Regions from separate parts of the Sus scrofa genome. Here regions 1 and 2 are each linked to region 3. A link is a contact called in public HiChIP or PLAC-seq data. All regions are on one chromosome and are shown on one strand. The core of a region is the stretch at or near the end of the contact, and the rest is flanking DNA. Distances in the headings are between cores, read along the strand shown. Region 1 holds the start of CLEC2B (C-type lectin domain family 2, member B). Region 2 holds the start of OLR1 (oxidized low density lipoprotein receptor 1). Region 3 holds the start of CLEC9A (C-type lectin domain family 9 member A).

The links. HiChIP or PLAC-seq counts read pairs in DNA pulled down with a chosen protein or histone mark.
Region 1: a contact with region 3 is called in an H3K27ac HiChIP or PLAC-seq map of alveolar macrophages. The contact joins the promoter of CLEC2B here to the promoter of CLEC9A in region 3. A contact is called at or near these places in 2 of 47 Hi-C or Micro-C datasets (heart right ventricle and skeletal muscle) and 1 of 2 datasets of contacts at active chromatin or transcription factors (alveolar macrophages).
Region 2: an H3K27ac HiChIP or PLAC-seq map of alveolar macrophages shows a contact between it and region 3. The contact joins the promoter of OLR1 here to the promoter of CLEC9A in region 3.

Annotation. Positions count from the first base shown.
Region 1 is chr5:61,995,014-61,999,025 of Sscrofa11.1, reverse strand. It overlaps CLEC2B (C-type lectin domain family 2, member B), which reads right to left and starts at 2,266. Exons shown (of 6, transcript NM_001256364.1): 1 at 1,950-2,266. The coding sequence starts at 2,049.
Region 2 is chr5:61,796,679-61,800,851 of Sscrofa11.1, reverse strand. It overlaps OLR1 (oxidized low density lipoprotein receptor 1), which reads right to left and starts at 1,496. Exons shown (of 8, transcript NM_213805.1): 1 at 1,377-1,496. The coding sequence starts at 1,452.
Region 3 is chr5:61,883,791-61,887,461 of Sscrofa11.1, reverse strand. CLEC9A (C-type lectin domain family 9 member A) reads left to right here and starts at 2,155. Exons shown (of 7, transcript XM_021091240.1): 1 at 2,155-3,067. The coding sequence starts at 2,977.

The DNA.
Region 1 (4,012 bases), core at 1,017-3,516, 110 kb before region 3:
TTGTGGGAGAGGGCGAGCGTGTCCCCCTACTCCTCCGCCATCTTGTCCTCTTCCCTTTTTATTTATTTTTAACATTTGGGTTTCTTCTTTAATGGTTTGCCTGTTCCTAGCCCTTATTATTATTGTTTTGCTTTAATTAGATTACTTTCTTTTTCTTATCATACAGTGGGTAATCTTAGTATTTCTGAAAATTGAGTGGCTAGACTTTTCACATTTTATGAAATTATTTTAAACTGTTTAAATTTTAAACTATTTAAATTTCAATGTAGTCAAAGTTATTAATTTTTTTGGAGCTTACACATTCATGTTTGTTTAATAAACTCATTTTACTTAGAGTCCTAAATATAGGCTACCACTCTTACTTGTAGAAGTGCTACAAGTTGCTCTTTATGTTTCAGTATTTACTCATCTGAGATTTGAGAATTTTTTCTATATGAGATGATATAGAAATATAGAATTATGTTGTTTTATATGGATTACTAATTTTTCTAGCATCATTTATAATACTTCATTATTTTACTTTTGCTGAAATGCCATTTATCAATATCTGCATTCTGTGTCATTAACAGAATCTAATCAATCACTTGTTTAATTCTGCAGTTATAACCACACAATCTGAAATACTAAAGCTTATTGTCTGGTTTGGCTAATTCTTAAAACATTTGGTTTAGATATTTTCATGTTGTCATCTAATTTTTGATCCCATTTTCCCCAGCCCACTTGGCTCTAACCTCAGACAGAAAAATTAAGTTGTAAAAAAAAAAAAAAAAAAAATGAGGGAGTTCCCGTCATGGCACCATGGTTAACGAATCCGACTAGGAACCATGAGATTGCGGTTGGATCCCTGGCCTTGCTCAGTGGGTTAAGGATCCGGCGTTGCCATGAGCTGCGCTGTAGGTTGCAGACGCGGCTCGGATCCCGCGTTGCTGTGGCTCTGGCGTAGGCCGGCAGCTGTAGCTCTGATTCAACCCCTAGCCTGGGAACCTCCATATGCCGCAGGAGTGGCCCTCAAAAGGCAAAAGACAAAAAAAAAAAAAAAAAAAAGAGGACTAAAGTATTTATGCATTCTAATCTGGACTACCACAACATTTTTGAATCCTGCATACTCTGGTAGATTGAAATGAAATTAAACAGCAGTTTAGAACTCACTGTAGTCTCCAAATCACATATTGTAGTATGTAATGCATTTTAGTTTCATTTCCCTCCTGCCCTGCCCTTCTTCACCTTATTTGACTATAAAGAGTCCTGTTGATATAACTTCAAAAGATTACCTTGTTAGATGTAGAATTTGGATTTCACCTACTCTGAACTCGCTATTTAAAGCATCCAATGCTACCAAACTGTTTTCTAAGGTTTTTTGGTTTGGTTGTATTTTGTTTGTTTGTTTTGTTTTGTTTTAGTACATTTTCTTTTCTTTTGCATTTTAAAATAGCCAGAGATTTCTCAGGAACATCAGGGTTCCAGCAATTGTTTAGATAAGAGTAGAGGAGACAGGTAACCATTATACTCTTAAGTACTTCTAAAGTGCAATTTATCTGGACTCCACTCAGGGCACATGAACAATCTTTGAAAATATTACAAATATTTGCTATTTATTTTGTATCATGTATGAATTCTAGGCGTGGACCGACTACATGGTTCACACTTAAACTTCAGTACGAGGGAAGCTAAATTTGAACTGTGTTATTTATAGATAATCTTCCTCCATTATCAATTAAGATAAAATGAATATGAATTGTAAGGGCAAGATATCATTTACAAATCTGAATTCCATTATAACTTTTATTTATGGTGAAGTTAACTGAAAAAGGAATTTTTTTTTTTTTGCCTCGATGGAAGAAATTACAAAACCCAATTCCTGTCTTCTAAACTTTTGCTTAACATTTTCTTTTAGTAAATACTAATTTCAGCAAACAACCTTCATTCTAAACAAGTGAAAATGTTCTTACCTCGCTCATTTTCTGTGGTTTCTTGATTTCTTTCACTGGTTTGCTGCACTCCATCACCCATAGTAGGTAACTGGATGTCTTGTGGCCTTTGGTCCAACATCTCTCTTCAAAGTTTTAACTTTTAATATAAAAAATGTCGTTTTTACAGCACAGCTCCAAACTAGAGTGATGCAGCTTAAAGCAAAACACACTTTTAAGCAGTGTTCTCAAAACGAAAGTAATCATGTAATCATGCCGTGTGCCTCCCGCGAAATAAATGCTAAACAAAACAATTGCTGGAAATGACGGAAGTTCCAGCAAGCATCGAAACAGTCATACGGCCTTCCTTCCTCAAAAGAAGATCTTCCCCTGAACAATAAAGCAAAAAAAATTTCAAGTGGCTATTTTTTAAATTCTACCAACATTGATACAAAACTATTTTCCTTCCAGAGCCATAGGAGATAAGAATACTAATTAATTAAAAGGCATGCCTTAGGACATTATGGTTTAATCATCATGTGTTAAGAAATTACCATCTCAAGAGTGATGAAATTAAAGCAAAGAAATCTATGCTTTAAAGTGGCAACTGAAACCACAATAAGAAGTATTTCCTTTGTCAAACGTCAACATCATGTGTGACAGTCCCTGCACAGACACACACACACACACACACACGAAAAACAAAGGAGAAAAAGGAAAAGAAAATTAAAAAGTACTCAGAATGTTATCATCAATATCCAAGATGATAATGCCATTATGCTAGTGGTATCAGGACACTATTTCTTTTTCAAGTCTGTCATCATCAGAATTTTCAAATGATTTAAAAATAAACTCAAAATGGCTTAAAGACTTAAGACAGGACACCATAAACCTCGTAGAAGAGAACATAGGCAAAACATTCTCTGACATCAACCACACAAATGTTTTCTTAGGTCTGTCTCCCAAGCAACAGAAATAAAAGCAAAAATAAACCAGTGGGACCTAATCAAACTGATAAGCTTTTGCACAGCAAGGGAAACCATACAAAAAAACCAAAAAACAACAAAAAAAAAAACACAAAAAGACAACCTATGGAATGGGAGAAAATAGTTTCAAATGATGCAACTGATAAGGGCTTAATCTCTAAAATATACAGACAACTTATACATTTCAATAGCAAAAAAAAAAAAAAAAAACCAACAAACCAACTGAAAAATGGGCAAAAGACCTGAATAGACATTTCTCCAAAGAAGATATACAGATGGCCAACAAGCACATGAAAAAATACTCAACATCACTGATTATTAGAGAAATGCAAATCAAAACTACTATGATACCAAATCACACCTGTCAGAATGGCCATCATTAATAAATTCACAAATAACAAATGCTGGAGAGGGTATGTGGAAAAAAGAACCCTCCTACACTGTTGGTGGGAATGTAAATTGGTACAACCGCTATGGGAAAACAGTATGGAGGTACCTCAGAAAAGTAAATATAGAACTAACATAGGACCCAACAATCCCACTTTTGGGCATAAACCCGGACAAAACTTTCATTGAAAAATATACATGCACCTGTATGTTCATTGCAGCACTATTCACAGCAGCCAAGACATGGAAACAACCTAAATGTCCACTGATAGAGGAATGGATTAAGAAGATGTGGTATATATACACAATGGAATACGACCCAGCCATAAAAAGAACAAAATAATGCTATTTGCAGCAACATAGATGGAACTAGAGACTCTCATACTAAGTGAAGTAAGTCAGAAAGAGAAAGACAAATACCATATGATATCACATATCTGAATCTAATATATGGCACAAATGAAACTTTCCACAAAAAGGAAACTCATGGACTTGGAGAACAGACTTGTGGTTGCCAAAGGGGAGGGAGTGGGATGGAATGGGAGTCTGGGGTTAGTTAATTGATGCAAACTATTTCACTTGGAGTGTTTAAGCAGTGAGAACACAGGGAACTATACCCAGCCACTTGAGATGGAATATGATGGAGGATAATGTGAGAAAAAGAATATATATATATATATATATATATATATATATATATATATATATGACATGTGACTGGATCAGTTTGCA
Region 2 (4,173 bases), core at 247-2,746, 86 kb after region 3:
TTTGATCTGTTCTTCCCCACATCAAGAAACTCTCAGTTCACCTTGGTTGGATCAACCTCCTCCACAGGGCAGAGAGCCTCATGTTTTTAACATAGACCACATGCACCACGTGCACACATGCACACAGAGTTGTAACATACTATAAACAAATGCCAGACAACAAACAAATAAGCCTTTAATCAGTTAATCAACAGAGAAAGTCTAAAGAAGGTGCTGTTTGTACCATTCGATTTTTCACTAAAGTTACAACATGGAACTGAGGTTCTGACCAAAGGAAAATAGGAATGAAACCTTAAAATGTCACTTGATTCCTGTTAACACCACATCCTCCACTCACACCAGCTGCAGCACTCTTATTACAAGAAAAAAAAAACAAAAAACCTCCCATTATTGTAAAACAAATACTCATGTAGCTCACAAGTACACAAATATCTTTTAAGTCGTCCACCACTTCAAAAGCACAGATATTACTGGTTCAGCAGGAAAACATTTTATACAATGAATTTGTACTCCTCACCTTGTAAGATAAACACTTTAGGCACTGATAATGTTATCTTTTATATCCAAATAAGGAAACTGAAAATTCAGTGAGTGACTTGCCTAATATCATGCAGATGTTAAGATCCAAACAAAGGTCTTTAATCCAACTGTCAACAGCTGCATGACTGGGAACATCACATCACAGAATTTCCAGTGTGAATGTATAATGATCCAAATCAATCAGTGGTCAAATGTATTCACAGAGTTCTCCTGTTTCAAAAGCACTCCTATTAGCCTCTTCAGATGATACAAATAAAATAGACTTTTTGACAGGAAGAAATAGGGTTCATGCATGTGTGTGGCAAGTTGACAGAAAAGAAGTTGAAGAGAGCCGTGCACCTTGCAAATAATTGCCAAATCCTAAACTTAGAGGCAAGTATACGAGTAAGACTTTCCACCAACAGTTCCCTCTGGTCAATATCCGTTCCATGTTATGGGAGATTGCTGCTAGCTCTACCACTTATTAGTTGTGTCAAACTGGGTCCTTAGGTTAATCCCCTTCAGTGAGTCCTCTGTAAACAGTAGGTAATAGAGCTAATCTCAAGGTGTGAAGGTTTAGAGAAATAAGGCTTATAAATCATATCAGAGAACATAGCCTACAGCAAATGTTCAATAAAAGTTAGTTATCCTCATTCTCTTCATCATCATTATACCAAGTTAGTTTATTCATGGTCATCACCTTCCTTATTACCATCATATCTGGCTTTCCTTTTAAGTAAATGTTCTAAACGCTCTAATATTTTCCCATACTCAGGTGTCTCAGCCGTCTAATCCTATGTTTAGTTTACACGTCTAAGCTAATTCTGTCCCTGTACACATTCACCTACCCCCAGTACCTTCAGCTTTATCTCCATTTGATTTCTCGTCAGGTTGATCCTTCATACTGTTGCTCTTGAGGTCATCAAGTGTCATTTCTGAATTTATTCCAAGAATGAGGGAGTGGAGCAGCCAAGGACTTCTACAAGCAGAAATGTCTGAGCTCCCACTGGAGCGTTTAAATAGCTGCTGCTATCTAATGGAATGACTCAATCATTGGTAGGAGGAAGGAGAGTATTTGCTTCATTTTGGGAAGTTGGCTGACGCAAATTCTTGAGTTATGTCTATTGCAGGAGGGGAAAATGGTGATTCTGATAGTGTTTCAGGATGTTTCACTAAGTAATTTATGAAAGGGAAAACTGTGTTTTCCATGAGCATTAGAGGAGAGAATTTGTATTTATTTTTCAGATAAGGAAACAAATTCAGAAGGGTAAGTCAGCAGTGAATTTGTGGAAGAGTGTGCATTTAGACCAGATTATTTGATTCCAATATCCTTTTTTCTTTTTCTTTCTTTCTTTCTTTCTTTCTTTCTTTCTTTCTTTCTTTCTTTCTTTCTTTCTTTCTTTCTTTCTTTCTTTTTTTTTTTTCTTTTTTTCCTTTTTAGGGCTGCACCCTTGGCATATGGAAGTTCCCAGGCTAGGGGTCAAATTGGAGCTGTAGCAGCCAGCCACAGCCACAGCCATGGTGACACAGGATCCTAGCCGAGTCTGCTACCTACACCACAGTTCATGGCAAAATTGGATCCCAGACCCACTGAGCAAGGCAAGGGATCAAACCTGCATCCTCAGGGATACTAGTCAGATTCATTTCCGCTGTGCCACAATGGAAACTCCCCATATTTTTTTTCATTTCACTGTATCAGACTATCTCTATTCTATATCTCTAATAAGTCTCATATTTTCCTTTTTAATTTTGACTTTTTTCCTCAGAAATAGGCTTAGGAATTTGGGGGTTAATTACATATGGCTCTTATCTCTAGTCATAATAACCTGGGTAATTTTAGAATTTAATCAGGAGTGCTCTTTCATACAGTGGAGATATAACACAGAGCAGAAAAGAACTTTGGAGCCAGAGGGAGCTAGTTTAATCTTTCCTTTGCCGGCCTATTGTTCTATAAATCTTGGCAAATGTCTTTGTCTTTGAATTGGATCATGAAATGTCCACTTGATAATGTTGCTGATGTCGCTACAAGGATTCAAATGGGGTATTGGGCAAAACGCTAAGCTTTGTACTTTAAACATCATTGCAACTCAATAAATGATAGTTATTAATGTTAGGGGTAATATTCAGCACAGTTGAATTGCCATTGAAGAATATATTTTTATATGATTGACTTGAATCATGAAGACTCTTCAATGGAATCCCAATAAAGATACACCTTATATTCACTGATAGAATTCTCACCTATTTTGACCTCAAAACCTTCTAATCAGAAAAATAATGTCTCATTGCAATCTCATTTGCAATTGCAAAAAAAAAAATCCTTATATATTAGAGGTAACTTCTGAGGTATTTCAAAATGATATGATATCTGATATTTACTTTAAACTACACCAGGAAAATAAATAAAAAGAAGAGAATACATTTAAAAAAGATTAGAGAAAATACATAAACAAATAAAATATCTAGAAAACTATTTGGAAAAATCATAAATATTGACAGTCTAATTAGGATTCCATACGCTCCTCTTCCCTGAGTTTTCTGTATTCCCTTTTTCTGCATAGAATATCTTTTTTTTTGTATATTTTATTTTTATTTTTATTTTTTTACTTAAATTAATTTATCACATCTGTAGTTGTATAATCATAACAATCTGATTTCACAGGATTTCCATCCCACAGCCCAGGCACATCCCCCCACCCCCCAAACTGTCTCCTCCAGAGACCATAAGTTTTTCAATGTCTGTGAGTCAGCATCTGTTCTGCAACGAAGTTCAGTCTGTCCTTTTTTCAGATTCCACATGTCAGTGAAAGCATTTGATGTTGGTGTCTCATTGTATGGCTGACTTCACTTAGAATGATAGTTTCTAGGTTGCAAAAAATGCTGCATGTTGCAAAAAATGCTGGTATTTCATTCTTTTTAATGGCTGAGTAATATTCCATTGTGTGTATGTACCACATCTTCTGGATCCACTCCTCTGTTGATGGACATTTAGGTTGTTTCCATGTCTTGGCTATTGTAAATAGTGTTGCAATGAACACTGGAGTACATATGTCTTTGCGAGTTGTGGTTTTCTCTGGGTAGATGCCCAGGAGTGGGATTGCTGGATCAAATGGTAGTTCTATTTTTAGTTTTCTGAGGAATCTCCATACTGCTTTCCACAATGGTTGCACCAATTTACAATCCCACCAACAGTGTACTAGTGTTCCTTTTCCTCCACACCCTCTCCAGCACTTATTATTTGTAGACTTTTGGATGATGGCCATTCTGGCTGGTGTAAGGTGGTACCTCAGAGTGGTTTTGATTTGCATTTCTCTAATAATGAGTGACGCTGAACATCTTTTCATGTGTTTTTTGGCCATCTGTATGTCTTCTTTGGAGAATTGTCTGTTTAGATCTTCTGCCCATTTTTGGACGGGGTTGTTTGTTTTTTTGGTATGGAGCTGCAGAAGTTGTTTATAAATTTTAGAGATTAATCCCTTGTCAGTTGATTCATTTGCAAAGATTTTCTCCCATTCTGTGGGTTGTCTTTTTGTGTTGTTTAGGGTTTCCTTTGCTGTGAAGAAACTTTGAAGTTTGATCAGGTCCCATTTGTTTATTTTTCTTTTTATTGTCAGTACTCTGATAGGTGGATCTGAGAAGATGTTGCTGTTGTTT
Region 3 (3,671 bases), core at 906-3,405:
GTTAAGGATCCAGTGGTGCCACTGCTATGGCTCAGGTTGCTGCTGTGGTGTGGGTTTGACCCCTGGCCTTGAAACTTCCACATGCTCTGGGAGTGACCAAAAAAAGGGAAGAGCTTTGCCTTTTTTTTTTTTTTTTTTTTTCTTTAGGGCTGCACATATGCCATATGGAAGTTCACAGGCTAGGGGTTAAATCAGAGCTGCACTCGCCAGCCACAGCCTCGGCAGCACAGGATCCAAGCCGAGTCTGCAGTCTACACCACAGCTCACGGCAATGCTGGATCCTTAATCCACTGAGTGAGGCCAGGGATGGAACCCACCTCCTCATGGATACTAGTCAGGTTCGTTTCTGCTGAGCCATGATGGGAACTCCCAGAGGAAGAGGTTTGAATAGAATAGTGTCTATGCTGTTTTAACAGCATAAGTTCTATGACCAGACCACTTAGTTTATATACTAACTCTTCCACTTACTGCATAATTGAACTTCAGTAAATACTTTGACTTCTCCATGCCTCAATTTGCAATTTAGTTCCAATATACTAATTATAGTGTCTGTTTCATAGAACTGTTGTGAAACTCAAAATAATTCATGTAAAAGGCCTTTGAAACAGTACTTGGAATGTAACAAGCAATAAATAAGGTAGTATAATAAAGACATCAAAAGTAGGCATTTCCTCTGTGGCACAGTGGGTTAAGGATCAGACATTGTCTTTGGGAGGATGCGGGTTCGATCCTCGCTCAGTAGGTTAAGGATCCAGCATTGCTGTGAGCTGCAGTGTAGGTCACAGATGCGGCTTGGATTCCATACTGCTGTGGCTGTGGTGTAGACCAGCAGCTGCAGCTCCAATTCGACCTCTAGCCCAGAACTTCCATATGCCACACGTGCAGCCCTAAAACGAAAAGAAAAAAAAAAATTTAAAAAGTAATACAAGTAACATACTAATCTTTGATTGGGAGAGCCCAGTGGTTCCCCCAAAGAAATTTATCAGAGAATTGTGGGGGAAAACTAGATCTTTCTGAATCTGATATTTAGCACTGATAAAATGTGAAAGCACTTGGAAATTAATGACAACTTGCTGCACTTCCGTTTCTGTGTTCCTGACATTATTTTTCATGCACATTTGGTGTGCTTATGGTTTCTTCCTCTTTTTCACCCAAGATAGAAATCATTGCATTGTAAAAGCTATAGAGAGCTAAGTCACACTGTTTTCCACATCAGAATCTCATTCCACGATCATATGATAGGTCTGACGAATTTGCTGAATATGCTCCATCCGCCTCTTGAGAACCTCTTGGCCCCACCCTGTGCCTTGGGAGGCAGAGCTCCAATGTACGGCACTGTCTGGGTAAACCCGGCCTCGTGTTTCCAGTTCATTTGGCGACTGAGAGGTACCAGCGGTGGTCAGAAAGGGAAAATGGGGAGTGGTCAGGGTGTTATGCCCCAGGTTCTTTCCCACCATGCTATGGTTTGGCAAATGCTGCATATTCTATCTTTTAGGCTATCAGATAGGCCACGAAGTTCCAATAAACACCCTCCCCTTAACTCTTCAGGCCTGGGGATGATAATAGCTTCCCAGTGCATAGTTCACCACCTTTCTTTGGTCCCCTGATTCCTATCCCAAACTTTATAAAAATGTCTTTTTTAGGTGCTCTCAGATTGCCCCTTCCTTGAGAGAATCACTTGTTTTCTTCCATTACAGAGATCCATGATTGATCCAGTGAGATACTTAAGCAAGAGAGAGTTTTGCGGATTGTTGAGATTTGCAGACTATAAATTCCTGAGACCTGACCTCTGGCCATGAGAACAAATGGCCAATATATGAATGACAATTAAAGCATCAGATTTCTCTATACCAACGCTGTAGTCACAGGTTGTGGCAGAAAATGGCCCTCTGTCTGCTAAATAATTCATGCTTCCCTTCTAAAGTGAAATTGTCTTAGAAAGTTTGCCAACCAGGCAAAAATTTTATTTATCAGGACCAACCTTTAGATCTAAAACACAGACATTGCATAAATGGATGCATAAATGATACACAGTACTCCAAAGCTATGCCTTTTTTTAAAATGAAAGTGTAGTTGATTTACAGTGTTGGGCCAATTTCTGCAGTACAGCAAAATGACCCAGTCATACATATATAATATATATTCCATTTCTTATCTTCTGTCATGGGCTATCCCAAGAGACTTAGTTCCCCGTGCTGTACAGTAGGACCAAGGTTATGACTTTGAAGAAGCAGCTGTAGATGTGTCACCTTGTCTTTTCCTTTCCAATGGCTACAAGTAGGAGACTCTGCTGTTTTACAGAGAAGAAGGAGTCCTGGTCCCATTTGAAGGGAAAATACCCTCTAACCAGGATTACTTGAGCTAAAATGTTACGGGATGGAAAAACAAACTTTGTGTTAAATGAGCAGTCTTTTGAAGTTTACTTGTCACAGCAACTGCATCACCCCAACCAATAAAGTATATCCATTTATCTTAGGGATGCAATCCCTTCCCACCTTTCTTGTTGAAGTATACACAGCGATCTACAACTCGTCACACGCTGGTGTGTCCAATGTGAGCTCTCCTGGTATCTAGGCTATCGAGGTCATCCTCATGCTTCATATTCTCTACCAAATATAAGCACATTCTTTGCACTTCTGGCCTTTCCCTCTTAACAGTAATCCAGCGCTATCCCCCTCAACATCCACTCCAGTTTAGAAACCAGAGTAATAACTTATTCTATCGCTGGCCATTTTCAGTTCAGTTTCTTTCTCATTTCCTTCTTTACCAAGTTATGCTTTGGCTTCCACTGCATAAACTTCTGCTTTCTGGATGAAGATGCATATCGATTCTATTCCTTAAACTCAAATGTATTTCCCCACCGTGTGAAAGGGAAGCTGATTTCAGTTCTTTCATTAATCTGCTCCTGAGTACAAAAGGAGTTTTCTGTCTCAGCCTCTCACGGGCACTGCCTGACCCACTCAAAGCATCTCAGACATGCTGGAGGAAGAAAGAGACACTTCTTTCCAGTGGGATAACCCAACACAAAGCCCTTACCAAAAATATCTGTCTCCTACCAAAAATTCAGGTAACCAGTTCTAATTATTTAGACCAAGACCTTGTGATTTATGGGTTTTCTTTTTTCCTGTTCTATGAAGAGCCCAAGGTGATCTTTCTAATCTGAGATAACCCACTTAAGAGTATTATAATGTGCATAATAGGCTAACATTAAAAAATGAAACAAAGTGGAGGAAGAATAAGTCAAGGTGAAAAGGAAAAAGAGCAAATGGGCTTGAGAAATATGTAGTACATTGGTTTTTGGTTTTTGTTTTTCTCTTTTTCTTTCTTATTGGAAAGATAAAGAATTCCTGGATTGGGAACATAAGTGAAAGAAAGCATACATTTTGTATAATATCAGTTCCCACATAAAAACGCCCTTCAAATTATCTGATAAATACCAAGAACAAAAAGATTAAGTATAAGTTGAAAAAACTGGCCAATGCTCATCAGCCTCAATCAGTTCTGTCTTTATTATTTAATATTTGTATGCATTTTCTATTGTTTAGGTAATAAATTCCGACAAACCTGGGGGCTTACAACAACACCAATTTATTTTCTTATAATTCTGGAGATCAAAAGTCCAAAATGGGTTCCACAGGACTAAAACCAATGTATTTGGGTCTAGAAAGGCT